2 separate regions of the Hordeum vulgare genome follow, and region 1 is linked to region 2. Evidence: chromatin contacts called from public Hi-C data. All regions are on one chromosome and are shown on one strand. The core of a region is the stretch at or near the end of the contact, and the rest is flanking DNA. Distances in the headings are between cores, read along the strand shown.

The links. Hi-C and Micro-C count contacts between places; a contact is called where the count stands out from the background.
Region 1: a contact with region 2 is called in a Hi-C map of leaf, with 4 times the contacts expected there. The contact joins the promoter of LOC123452800 here to the promoter of LOC123452796 in region 2. A contact is called at or near these places in 4 of 6 Hi-C or Micro-C datasets (leaf and seedling).

Annotation. Positions count from the first base shown.
Region 1 is chr5H:551,345,101-551,347,800 of MorexV3_pseudomolecules_assembly, reverse strand. It overlaps LOC123452800 (vesicle-associated membrane protein 721), which reads right to left and starts at 1,432. Exons shown (of 5, transcript XM_045129518.1): 1 at 1,070-1,432. The coding sequence starts at 1,259.
Region 2 is chr5H:551,088,866-551,091,565 of MorexV3_pseudomolecules_assembly, reverse strand. It overlaps LOC123452796 (putative chloride channel-like protein CLC-g), which reads right to left and starts at 1,406. Exons shown (of 6, transcript XM_045129513.1): 1 at 1,087-1,406; 2 at 411-611; 3 at 52-229. The coding sequence starts at 1,247.

The DNA of each region.
Region 1 (2,700 bases), core at 183-2,682, 260 kb before region 2:
TCCAATCAAAGAGGATCATCTAAATGATTTGATTATGCATAAAGACCGCGCAAGGGAATATTAATTCTTATGGTGCTTGCAGAACAATGCTTGAATAGTTTTGCGGTTGTAGAAATATTATCCATGAAACGCTTATACCAACTTAGATGCACCATCATAACGTGATCAGCTGTCATAAATAGAAGGCTGAAACATACCAATCACCTATGTTCATTGATTTAATTTATCACTGGTGAGAACATCTTCTAACCAATGACCTATCCACTTACTCTTCAAACAGATTAAGGGTATGAAAATAGTTAGTAAATGGCAATCACACCCATTAGAGAACACGGATATGTTGATACAGCTATATTATACTTTTTGTAATAGACTAAGGGGTAGTGCTTATTCGGAAACCTATACCATGCATAAATACAAGCTGGCATTTGCTACACGGCTCTAGGCTTCTACCAATCCAGCACAATGAATCATCTACCTTTCTACTATAAATAGACATCACGGCATGGAAGCAACAAATGAACCGCCAAATCAGCATAAATATGTGCTGGCATTTGATACACATGCCTAGCAAGCCGGCAACTAAGAGCCTGTCCTCTACTATAAATAGCACCGATATCCAGAGCCGGCACTAAATTGGTTTACTGCTGATGTCGGCCATTGCAACTCTTAAAACCATCGCCCAGTAGGTGTGGGATAAGAGGAGCAACGACAGTATTGACCGCGTGCCACAATATTGACCACGCACAGTAAGCATAACCAAACTGGAATTGACCAATACCCAACGCGCGACAAACTACGGGAGCAACTAGCAGAAGCGTAGAACAAAACCACGGGAGCAACAACCTCCCGCACGAGCTCCGCGCAGCAACAAGGCGATCGCCTGCCAGCAGCAATCGAAACGACCCGGCCGCAAATCCGGCAAATCCGCGAGATCTGCGCGCAGGAAGGCCGAATCGAGCGCGCGGCGCACCAGATCCACGCGGATCAGATCACGCCGGCGACGAAGCGAAGGGAGGGGAAGCAAGGATCGGGAGGGGAAGGGAGGAGGGGAGGGGGCGGGACTCACTGAAGCCGTCCTCGACGAGGTAGTTGAAGGTGTGGCCGTCGCAGTTGTAGGTGAACTTGTTGTTGCTGGCCGGGAGCTTGACGAGGCACTGGGAGGCGATGGTGGTGAAGTTGCCGGTGAACTCGGTGTACTCGGCCAGCACCACCGTGCCGCGGGCCACGAACGCGTAGATGAGCGACTGCTGCCCCATGGCTCCTCCCGCCCGCTCCTCCCTCGCTCGCTCGCTTCCCCGCCTCTCCGCCCTCGCTCGCCGCCGGTGGGGGTGGGGGAGGTGGGAGGGTGGGCTGCCGGATTGGATCTCGGCGAGGCTGCTGGGGGGAGGGGGAGGGGGGAAAGGTCGGTTTCGCTTTGGTGGAGTGGGAGGAGGGGCAATGGGGGGTGGTAAAAGAAAAAGAGAAATCAAAATTTGGTGGGTGGACTTTTTGCGGATCGGTCCTCGAAATGTTTCCGCCCACCGCGTGGAGACCCCTTCTTCTAGGCTGGGCTGGCCGTTCAACTTTTCCGGGGTTTCTTCAGGGTTAAGCGATTTGATTAGCTTAGCTGCCTCGTCGGAGGTCGGACCCAGCCGCGTGCGTGCGTGCCTTCCCCGTACCGCCGACGATTTAACTATCTCTCTCTCGTTTCTTCTTTTCTACTCCTGCAAATACAGTCAGATTACCACGAGTTTTGCATGTTACTCCCTCCGTTTCAAAATAAGTGTAAGTAACTTTATACTATTTTAGTATAAAGTTGTACTAACCTTCAAACGAAGGAGCCATTAAAATTTGAGCTTGTGTGATGGGTGGGTAATTGTATCAAACGGGGGGGGTCAGCGGAGGCTGTGATGGTGGCTCGTGGGCATGGCTGTGGCAACTTGGATCGAACACATCTAGAATGGACGGCACACATGTCACACATGTGACGCGCTTAAATTGTTGTAGAAAAATAAGACTACGACGCGGTAGACGGTGTTTTACTAAATCTAAATGTTTTCATGGCCAGCTATCACTTTTGACAGTGAAATGTATACACGATAGTCTAAGATTTGAGTTATGAGGTCCTGTCAAACTTTGACGTTCTTGCGCGTTCATCGGAATTTCGGTGAAGTTTTCCTATTTTTGTAGTTGGTTCAGTAACACTTGTAATCTCCGAATCTCGTGTTTGATTTGACCTAATTTTAAACAAAAATTTAAATCTAATCTCAAGGAAGTTCAATGGATTTCAATATACGAAATCCAAAAGAACTTGGGAATTTAAAAAAAAAACGAATATGCGGATGAGATTCAAAAAGTTGGAGCCTATTCAATCTTCATTGATTACGTCACATCATCTACACTCGGCATCCCAAACCGTCCCCAAAGGCCCGGGCGGACGGCTCGGTCACTGATCGGTCGTGAAAAATCGATCCAAACGGGCGCCTTAAAACATTCTTAAATGTCCGAGCTGTCCGACGGACCTCATATCCAGCCAAAATATGAAGCAAATATGGGGCGGTCCGGACGCGTCCGACACGTAGGTTTGGCCCACCCTGGCCCACACGTGCCCCACAAATATCCCCATCCAAAAAACCCTAGACCGTAGTCAATCCGAACCCCACTTCAGTCCCCTCTCCGTTCACTCCACTTTCGATCCTCTCTGAACCCATTAGATGC
Region 2 (2,700 bases), core at 157-2,656:
GGACGAATTGAAGAGATGGATGAGGGTGTCGAGGGTCTGTGGACCACGCACCTTGACAGCGAGGGTCCTGAGCGAGAAGATGTTGGGGGCGTCCACGCCGTTGAGGTAGGCCTTCACCTCCGGGATCCCCGACCCGCCGGCCGCCGGCGACACCGATGCCGTGATCGCCGTCGCGAGCAGCAGCAGCGCCAGGTTCGCGCCGGCGAACACCCAGAAGGCCGTCCAGTAGCTGCAGAGCAAGCGAGATCTCGGAGAGTCAGTCCGTCAGTCCGTCAGACAGACACATGGTGATCGAACCTGAATGGAATATTATTGCCCACAGTAGAGACAGGCAGACAAACAAACATGCATACAGAAGAAGAACATGCTCTGCAAAAACACACAAGAACTATTATTACATTTATTTATACCTGCTGGACTCCATGAGGGAGGAGACGGCGGCGTGCTTGAATCCGGCGACGTTCTCGACGGCGAGGTTGATGAGGAAGCCGACGACGCCGGTGATGACGCCGATGGCGAAGCAGAAGGTCCATTTGAGCACCACGTACCGCACCTGGTCCGCCTTGGCCCTCGTCCTCCAGTTCTGGTCGAACAGGTCGTTCTCGATGATCCTGCAACGCCATTTATGTTCAGCAGGAAGCTTGGCAGGTAGACGAAAATGCCAGGTGGAGCAAAGAGTATGGGCTATGGACCGTGACCCAACCCCAACGGAGGAAAACAAAAGGAGAGAGGCGCGCTAGATTCTTGATGATAAGACAAGAGGAACCACACAGGACACAGAACATCACACATGTCAATCCAACAACTGGGGGCACAAAACAAGAGAGGTTGTTGAGAGCACGATTGGATCCATCCGATGAAGAGATCCAAGGTAGATAGATGCTGGGCCGGTTCTTGAAGACAAGCCGCGCACGCAATTGAACCAAATCAACGGAAGGGGATGAGAGCCAGAATGACAGGCCACGAGCTCAGGAGGCGACTAGCTGGATATATCAATGGAGAACTCCGACATGGAAGCATGAAGAGGTGGTCTAGTCCAGTAGAGAGGGTGATGAACACAGCGGGAGGTTGGGGTTGACTGCTTACTCGTAGTCGAGGCTCTCGATGGGGCAGGCCTTGGAGCCGACCATGGCCACCTGGGAGATGTTGTTGGTGGCGCTGCGGTGGAGAAGGGGCCGCGTGAGGGGCGGCCGCTGCTCGTCGTCCTCCGTGATGAGGTCCTCCCGCGGAGGAGCCGTGGACGCCATGGCCAGCGTGGAGGAGCTTGCAATTGCAGTTGCAGCTGCAGCTGCAGAGGAGGTGGACCGGGACAGAACGGAGGTGGTTTAACTAGGAGGGAGCCAGGAGTCCAGGAGGGAGGACGGAGGGTGATTGGCACTGGCAGAGCAGGAGTATGTATTTTTTTTTAGGGGAAAAGACAGTAGGACTCAGAGGAAAAAAGAGTTACTTATTATAGGATCAGCAGCATCAGGGAGAGCTTATGTTATTCAAGAGAGAAAAACAAAAGGCGAAAGGCGTAAGAAAAGATAAGCTGACTGGTCATCGTCTACGGGTAGATCGGCAGCTTTGTGTCTTTTTTTTTAGGCCAACTTTACCGTGCGATTCCAAACATACGTCCATTTTGTCCGGATTCTGTCCGTTTAGGTAAGACGATGGAGTCATATTCGGGCCTGTTCTGCGATGCGGTGGTCGTGCGTCCAGCACACGACCGCATCATTTGGCCTCAACTTGTCCGCCTTAAAAAAAACAACTTTTCAAATACCAGCGGCCTAGTTCACGCCAACGGTCCTAGTTCATGCCGACAACACAGCCAGCGGCCTACACGTCCTCGTCGTCAACAAAGCCAGCGACTGGCAACACAGCCAGCCTCCAAAATAAATAGTTTTGTTCGCCGACAACACAGTCAACCAGTGGTCCGCGACTGGCAGTGCGGAGACCGGGCGACCGACAAGCCTGTGCTCGCCGGGCCGATGGCCGCCGCAGAGAAACCGACCGGACGACAAATGCCAAGCATGAGGAGGACGTGCGCTTTGTTGATGATGACCTCCTTCTCCTCGACCTCGGCCTTGCGCCGCGCGGCCTCCATCGTACCACGCTCGGCAGCGAACTTGCGCGTGGCGGCGTTGTCTTTCATGACCGCCCTCTGGTTTCTCCTCTTCGCCGATTCCGCGTCCAACTTGACGATCTCCTCCGGCGTGCACTCCGCCCGCGGCTTCCTTGGTGCCTTGGCCTTCTTCTTTTTGACCATTCCGGGCGGGTCGACGGTCGGGCCGTCGGAATTCGGCTGGGCATCGGCCATGGACGGGGGAGAGAGGGGGACGGCGGGACGTGGGACGGTTTGGGGGGAAATGGCGCCAAAAGGGAGGCGGGGGGGGGGGGGGGGGGGTCCTTTGTGCCACCGACACGCGGGGCAAGGGCGGACAAGCGCGTGCGACCCGCCCGTCCGCGCGTTGTCCGTTTCATTCAAAATCAACACAAAGTTGGGCCGGGGATGGATCGAAAGCGGATACAAAACGGACGAAAGCCCGTTTGCTTTCGCGTGCTGAGCCGTTTGCCTCGTTCGTTTTACCCAAAACGAACGCATGTGGAAAGAATGAGGTCGTGGGGTGGAGATGGCCTTATAACCGCAGGCATTGGAGGACGTTCTCGGCAAAGTTGTTGAGGCTCCTCGTGCTGAGTCGGCTGTTGGGAAATCCTTGT